Linked DNA regions of Mus musculus: region 1 is linked to region 2. A link is a contact called in public Hi-C data. All regions are on one chromosome and are shown on one strand. Each heading gives the region's core, a stretch centred on a gene start, on an enhancer-like site or on the middle of the called end of the contact. The rest is flanking DNA. Distances are from core to core; before and after follow the strand shown.

Region 1 (4,182 bases), core at 813-3,312, 65 kb before region 2:
ACAGCTCACAGGGAAGGCTTTACCCCAGTGCAGCCGGAGTCTTCTCTAGGGATGAAGGATGGTTATGAGACAATAGTCAAAACCTAGAAGTCACTAAGGCTTTCTTAGGAGCCTTCCTTGCCCCTGGGGGCTTGGTACTGGCTGCACATTATGGAAGATGGTGGGCCAGCCAGACAAAATGTTACGTAGAAGTGGTCAGAGGCTCCCAACCTTCCAATCCCTCAGAGGTTTGCTTCTGGTTCTGGTCAGATGTTGGTATCCCTTCCTGTCCCTGAACCACAGTGTTATCCAGGCCATGCTGGACTGAACTTAGGGACTGTGCGTCTTTTCTCCTGCCCTGCCCATTTCCATTCCAGATTCAGGGATCTCAAGAGATGCTCTTGTCAACAGAGAGCCCTCCCCCTCAGGAGAGCAGGATGGAACAGGTAACTCACCCTTTCCGTTGGTCAGCCAGTGAGCTGCCCCGAGTCAGAGCAAACATGTCAAAGTCATCTTCCAGGTGACCTGAGGTCTCCAGAGACTGCAGGCCAGCTCTCACACTTCTGGAGCCAAGGTCTGCAGAGACAGAAGGGCCAGGCAAGAGGCCTGCTGTTCCATTTGCTCTTCCCATGTTCCATCTGGGACTAGGGCTGCTTGCTTGAAGAGCATTAGGGGTGAGGTGGAGGGATTTGGATGGGAAGCCGACTACTGCCCGAGAGCAGTAGGAAGCCCTTCATTTCTGCTGAGTGTGCTCACTTCTAAAGTGGTACCACAGCCGCCTCCTCCCGCTGTGGTGAGGATTAGAAAACAGGAAATCCCTGCCTGTATCACCTGCTAGAGCAGTGGTTCTCAACCCGTGGATCGAATGACCCTTTCACAGGGTTGCATATCAGACATTTACATTATAATTCATAACAGTAGCATAATTACAGTTATGAATTATCAATGAAAATAACTTTATGGTTGGGGGTCACCATAGCATGAGGAACCGTGTTAAAGCATTAGGAAGGTTGAGAACCACTGAGCTAATGGAAGAGGCTGAGCAGCAGAACAGTGCTCAGATCCGACTGCTCACACATGTGGGAGCAGAATGCATTTCTGGGGTTTGGCGTGGAGCAGGCAGTCAATAATATTAAACTCAATTGTAAGCAGACCTTGTGGTGCCAGCCTGTAAGCCCAGCTCCAGGGGAGACTGAGAATAGCCTAGGTTACTAAGCACATTCAAGGACAGTTTGGGGAAATTTGTGAGGCCCTATCTCAAAATTAAAGGGTTGGAATATAGTTCAGTGGTAAAGCACTTGTTTAGCTTGAGGCTTAATCCCCAGCACAAAACAAAACACCCAAAATAAACAACAACAACAACAGCAGCAGCAGTAGCAGCCCAGGAACAACAAAAAAGATAATGACTGCTAATATTACAGGTATACCCACCTGTAATCTCAGGTTTTGGGAGACTGAGGCAGGAGGATGGAGAAAGTTTGAGGCCTACCTAGACAGGCTACTGAGCACTTAGCAACAACCTGGATCAAAAGCCAGCAAAATCAAATCAAACCTAAATTATCTATTTTTTTTTCCCCAGAACAAAGCACCAAAGGAAACCAAGCTGGAGTTTAACTCAGTGGCAAAAATATTGTCTAGCATGGCCAAGGTCCCGAGTTCTATCCTGCAGTGTCACCGGAACGGAGCGCCTTCTGGCCTCGCCCTGATAGAAGCCGCTTTCTGGCAGTTTCTTGCTCTATTCTTCCAACCTTGAAGAGGGGCCCATTCCTTCTTTCCTTCTTCAAGTAGGAAGTGATTACTGAGGCTGAGCAGTCGATTGTCTGATGGTCCCCAGGATGTTCAGGTGGGGTGGATGGAGGGGATGGGGAGGCAGGGCAGAGGGATGGTTAGAGTGCAGTGGGATTTATATTATCCAAGGGGCTCAGGGACATTGGTACTCCCAGGGCATTCTCACAAGTTTTGCCCAATCCTGTAGCAAGATTTGGCTTGGGATCCCAGCAAAGTAAGATGTGGACCAATGCTCTGCTGTTGGCGAGCACAGGAACTTTGAAGCTACCCACACATTGAAACATACCCTTGGCTGGAGTCCCCAGCATACTTACTCATTCCTGCCAGTTGAGATGAGAGGTTGTTTGTGGCTGCGGGGTCAGGACCCATGTCAATCAGGTCAGTAGCTAGCTCAGCTTCACTGGAGGCCTGAGGTGAGGGGAGATGCCTGGATGAACCTTTCAGGATGCAGAGATCTGCCTCCAGGCCCCAACATGTCTGAATGGGAGCTGGGGACTTTCTCCTCCACCTGGGCTCCAGCTCAGCTACACCCCTGGGAGGCTGGGAAGGCCCTGAGGTACAAACTGGTGGTGGCAGAGCCTTATTTCCCTTAAAGGGATAGTGGTGTAAGAAGTCAGAGACTTCCCTATGAGCCTAAAAAGAAGCACCAGTATCCTTTACAAGGAAGGCATCAGGGAGACGGTGAGAACTTCCCTCTCACTTCTATCAATAAAGCATGACACAGTCCCACAAGAGTTGCCTCTTACCTTAGCAGTCTGGCCTGTTCGGAAGCGTTCAAACCTACAAGACAGAAAATACCCCAGTCAAAAAGAACAGATGGACACAGTTCCCAGAGGACCCCAGATCATTACCAGGATGAGGAGATAACTGGTCTACCCTCACAGATGCAGCGCATGCTCGCTGTTCTCATGCTATCACTAGCAGAGCCCCTGTTTCGCTTGCACAGGGCTGGGAGGCATTTGATCACTCATAGGAACACTTTGCAATGGTCAGCAAGAAACAAGGTCACAGGAACACAAAAGAAAGGGACACTCAGCAAGCAGAGTTGAGCACTGCTTTGTCAACTGTCTAGTTACTTACTCTACATTTGAGAATGTATGGTTGGCTCTCAAAGATGGCCACTTGTCTCTAACCCTGACTACTTAGGGGCCAGGGGCTAGGGAGGTAGGTGGAGAAGACCTTAGTGACCAGCCTGTTGGAGTTCTGGCCTGGTATAAAGGACATCACTTTTGAATTCATTTTCTGTTCTAATGTCTCTGGGCACCTGCCTGCTAGCTGAGGTGATGACTGAGTTGAGGCACTGAGTAGCAGTTGGCTGGCACCAGAACAAACTGGTAAATTAGGGGCCTGATGCTAGAGAACTGGGGGACTACCACACAGTGCACCTCAAGATGGCAAAGAAGGAGCGGGGCGGTGGTGGCGCACCCCTTTAATCCCAGCACTTGGGAGGCAGAGGCAGGTGGATTTCTGAGTTCGAGGCCAGCCTGGTCTACAAAGTGAGTACCTGGACAGTCAGGGCTACACAGAGAAACCCTGTCTCAAAAACAAAACAAAACAAAACAAAACAAAACAAAACAAACAAACAAACAAAACAAGATGGCAAGGAGGAGAGGATGTGCATCCTCTTGGGCTAGTGAACAGGAAAAACTGGCCAACTGTTGCCCTCAGGGGCCCAGCCCCTCTCGACTGACTGCAAACCACACAGCAAGTGGGGAACACACAATAGACACAAGGAGTGGGAGGTGGCTAGATAATAACCATTTCTAGAGCAGAGCACTTTGCTTCCTGCTTTTATGACTACCCACTACCCAAGCAGCTCAGTGACGGGGAGAGAGCTGGGGGCTCTGGTAGCTTGCTGATGTCTGAAAAGGGCACAGGGAAAATGACTGAGTAGCCGAGGCCACGGCCCAGGTGAAGGTGTGGCAGGACTACCGTTCATGGCGCAGAAACACGTTGTTGAGGTTGTCGTTGATCATGAGCAGCTCCTCCGTCAGCTGCTCATTGGAGATGCGTGGGATAAGCTCCAGGATCCGCTGCTGCATGGCACGGCAGGTGCGGTTCAGTTCCTACGGGGAGGAGCGAGACATTGAGGCCACACGAAGGACAAGGCTACTCCTCATCAACAGTCCTGGAAGAGGGGTCTTCATGGCTCCACAAGCCTGTTCTCAAGATCACTGCTCAGGTGCTGCAGTGTGGTTACAGTCTTTGAGTTGTGAGATGGGCTCTCACTGTCCCCTAGGCTTGGCCTCAGGTGACCCACAACTTCTGGAGTAGCTGGAAGTGTTAGGCTTCACAATAACATGTAAAGTACCGGACTGAGTCCTGATAATGACTGTGCTGCTTTAACAGGACTGTGTGCAGACTGCAGAGTCAAGTTTTAGCCACCACGTTTGCTTACTTAGAAAAACCTCAGCC
Region 2 (3,938 bases), core at 395-2,894:
TCTTCCAAGGCTTTTCTTCAGGGTATAAGAAAGGAGAAGCAGGCTGTTAATTCCACTTGAAAATAAAACTTCAGCACAGGCTTTTGGGATAACAAGTAATTATGAAAAAAGTTAAAATCTTCAAAGGTAGAATTTTGTTATTTTGGAAATTCAAAGCGTTAACTATAAAAAAAGTTTCAGAAACTAAGTTTTTGGAGGTAATCTCAGTTCCAGCAATCGCTAATCGTTATCATCATCCCAGAACAGATCGGAGAATTGAAAAAGAAAGAAAATCCACCCAGTAAACTGGGCAAGGAAGGTCTGTCTCCTCCAGACGGGAGTTTCCTCCAAGGCTGTTTTTAGGAACTTAGATTGCCAGTCCATGCAGTCAAAGGAAGAAACACATCCAGCTGTTGGCAGATTCTGATATTTTGTTGCTACTTCTAGGATAGCACAGGTGAATTCTTACTTCAGTGGGTTTCCTTCCTTCTTGGATCTGTTGGAGTTCTTGCCACACCCTTTTCCAAGGACCCACCTATGCAGCACTCCAGCCCCTGCCAGCTTCGCAACTTGCAGAGATCTCCATAGCCAGAAAGGCGCACTGAATCTTCTCACTGCAATGCTAACTGGAACCACGACCACTGCACAGATTGGCTGATAACATACTCGGTTCCACGAGTTCAGCGATCCAAATTTTGACAAGCCATAATCAACAGGCTTTACTTTGGATGCAGTTTTTAAAAATGTATTTTGCTACGAGGGTATAGAATCAGCCAGTACTGGAAACAAGGGTGGGGTGGGTGGGTGGTAGACATATCTTGTCTGCTATATGATATAAACTAAAGTGAACCTACAAGTAGTGGTTGTGGAGGGGGAAATGGGCCTGTATGGAGATGACTCCAATTAAGAAGGCATGTTCAAACTGAGTCGCACGCAAAGAACACACACAATACGAGATCGTTTATCCATACAGTCCCCAAGACCACCGTTCCCGGGGTCCCCGCTGTGATAACCTCGGCAGGTCTGCTGCAACCGCTAGTTCAACAAAGCTCTGCGCAGCGCAGGAAGCTCCGGGCATCCTCTCCCGCTCGCCGCTCACCGCGCGCCCAGCCCTCCCGCCCGCCGGCCCGGGACCTCTCTTCCTGACAGCCCCAGGTAGCCCGCGCCCCGGCTCCCATGCCGCGCTCCGCCCGACCCGTGTTCCCACGTCCCGTCGGCCTCCGGCGCCCCGGAGCGCCCAGACAGCGGCGCAGGGGGAGGGGCGGCGCGGGCCGCGGGTCCCTGGGGCGGCCGCACGCCCCCTCCCGGCCCCGCAGCTTTCCCGCCTTCCCCGTTTGAACAGCTCCCGCCGCCTTCCTCCTGCGGCCCGCTCGAGCCCCTTCCCCGGGGCGGCTGCAGCCGCTACTCCAGTTCCCGGCTTGGCCCCCGAGCTAGGCCGCGGCGGGCCTGAAGCGCCTCCCGGACGGTGTCGGGGGGCCGGAGCGGTGGGCGGAGGCCGGGCGGGGCCGTTGCCGCCCCGGGGTGGGGGTCCGGACGGGTCTGGTGGGGGCTCCGCTCGCCGCTACCTTCACTCGGCTCGCTCGGATCCCGCCTCAGCGCCGCCGACGGCCGCCATCTTGGAGAAGGAGAGAAAAGCGCGAGCAACAAGGGCGCCTCAGTCGAGCCCAGAGCGCAGACTCCTACTGCAGCGGGGCTACCGCGCCGGCGAAAGAGCGTCGAGCGCATCGAATAAACCTGCTTGTTGAGCGCGGTCGCGGTACCGTTTGAGAATACACTCCTCCGTTGCAGGTTTAGTCTAGAAATCTCTTCTCGGTCTAAACAAATAATTTCAAAAGTCTCCTGTTTATTCTTCAATAAAAATATCTTTCTGTAAAGAAATTGCGAATAAAAAATATCAGGCAATTAGATTAATGTAGCCAAACACCTGCCCCAACCCAAAGTCTTTACAGCTCCGTAAACTTCTATGCAATTAGAACAGTCGTTCTGAAGCAATGGAGCTTGGCTTTGGATTTTATACGTTCACTGTCAGTTACAATTTTATGTACTTATCTACCACGTGCTTATACAAACCTCGAAAATTTCATGACAGACTTAAAATTAGACAATTAGCTTTGTATTCTCTTTTAGGAACTCATGGGTCCTTCTCCGCAATCTCGGTCCTTTCTGGTCACCTAATAGTAGCCCTTCTTGTTCTCCTTTTACCCCTAAATCTTTTGTATTTAAGACAGAATGTTATGCTGTTTATTTCAAGACAATCTGTTCTTTGCCGGACTCAGAGCGATAAGGGTTAATAGCCGTATTTATTTGTAATTTAGCATTTACATCTGGAGAGTAGCCCAGGTGAAGTGGAAGACCATACACTTGTAAGACAAGCTGTTTTCTCACCAAATTATTACACCGCTCACACCAATTTTTGTTTAAGTGTTAAGAGGACTGGTGAATTGGTTCAGTGGGTTAAAATATTTTACACCAAATCTCTGGGTATGTGTTTGACACCGGAAATTTACATGGTGGAAAGAGAGAACTGATTCATGCAAGTTTGACTGCCACAGGAATGTCCCCTAAAAACACACAAAATGGAAATAAATAAGTTACTCTTTCTCTAAGAAACAGGAGAAAACAGTTTCTTCTGATTTATTGAGGAGAACTCAATAAATCAATAGCATTTACAATTTCCAGAGCCTGGTTTAATATAAAGACTCTGTTTTTGTAGCATAGTGTAAGTATATAATAGCCTTCTGTGTGAACAGTGCTCACTCCATCAGGGCAACCAGAAGCTGGTGCCCTCCTCACTGAAAAGACCCAGCCTTCATCTGCTCTAGGGAGGAATTTCTCTTCTGTTTTGCTTTGTCAAAGTCACAGGAGGTAGGCAGTTTTGGCGGGAGGGATGGGTGGAGGAAGCAGCCCTGGCTGTCCTGGAACTCATTATGTAGACAAGGCTTGCCTGAAATTCACAGAAATCCTCCTGCTTCTGCCTCCTGAACACTGAGATTAAAATCATGCACTACTATTAATTCTTATATATAAATATAATTAGATCATGTTCCCTCTTTTCAACCCTTTCCATTTATTTCTCTCAAATTCATGGCCTCTATTTCTTTAACTGTTGGTGTGTGTGCACATGCTCATAGAAGCCAAAGGAATACACCAGATTTCCTGGAGATGGACTATAGACAGTCATGAACTGTACAGTGTGAATGCTGGGAACTGAACTCAGGTCCTTTGGAAGAGTAGTATTCTCTTAACCTGCAGCCATCTCTTCAGCTCCTCAGCCTGTTCTTGACCACAGTACTATCATTCTTGGATCACTGAACATACACTCGTTCATTTATTCGCTGAAACAGTCCTTATGGAAAGCACAGGGTATAGCAGGCACTGGGCAAGGTGCTGGGCACTAACAAGAGAACAAAGTCAAGGGTACTTGAGCCTCAGCAGCTGATACTCTGGCTGGGAGGGCAGCAGAAAATAATAAAGCCATGTTGTAGTGAGTGGTGGTGTGTTGGTTGGGGAAGAGCAGTACAGATGCAGGTAAGGGTGGAAAGGCCTGCTCTTTAAAACATGACTCCGGTGCTTCTTGTGATGAGGTGCCTGCTGGCACTTGCTTTGCTGGAAGGGGAATCGGTGGTGGAGTCCAGAAGGCCGAGGCACTCTGAACAAGCTCCTCCTCAGAAGCATGTGGGTGAAGCTTCTCTGCTGTGAGCATCCTAGCATGGCTCTGTGGAATTTGGCAACAGAAGGTGGGAGATGAGCGCTGACCTCACAGAGTCCTCCTTCGGCTTCATGGGACGTAAAGAATACATTCACCATATTGATTGTAGTTGTTGGTTGGGTTGACATAAATCAAGACTCCACCAAACCTAATACTTTAATACATGACAATTTGAGATATTTCAGTTGTTCATCAATAAAGGTATCAAAATATCATAGAGAGACACAAATCCAATTTCTAGGAATGAAAG

Evidence for each region. A called contact is a pair of places that touch in the nucleus more often than the background predicts.
Region 1: a contact with region 2 is called in a Hi-C map of olfactory sensory neurons, with 2.6 times the contacts expected there. The contact joins the enhancer-like site here to the promoter of Hmgxb4 in region 2. A contact is called at or near these places in 3 of 39 promoter capture datasets (the C10 cell line, neutrophils and pre-B cells), 4 of 484 Hi-C or Micro-C datasets (induced pluripotent stem cells, liver, olfactory sensory neurons and 1 more), 3 of 115 datasets of contacts at active chromatin or transcription factors (the SCID.adh cell line and embryonic stem cells) and 4 of 9 other capture datasets (adipose tissue, embryonic stem cells, liver and 1 more).

The regions. Positions count from the first base shown.
Region 1 is chr8:75,056,806-75,060,987 of GRCm38.p6, reverse strand. It overlaps Tom1 (target of myb1 trafficking protein), which reads right to left. Exons shown (of 15, transcript NM_011622.3): 8 at 3,700-3,833; 9 at 2,514-2,547; 10 at 2,082-2,175; 11 at 435-555. Among named protein-coding and RNA genes, the nearest start is that of Tom1, 25 kb to the right of the region's middle. Within about 2 kb of position 2,062, at least 5 of the 459 cell types and tissues checked have an H3K27ac peak or open chromatin away from gene starts, as enhancers often do. A contact at or near this core is called in olfactory sensory neurons, where this site is marked.
Region 2 is chr8:74,991,356-74,995,293 of GRCm38.p6, reverse strand. Hmgxb4 (HMG box domain containing 4) reads right to left here and starts at 1,644. Exons shown (of 11, transcript NM_178017.2): 1 at 1,545-1,644.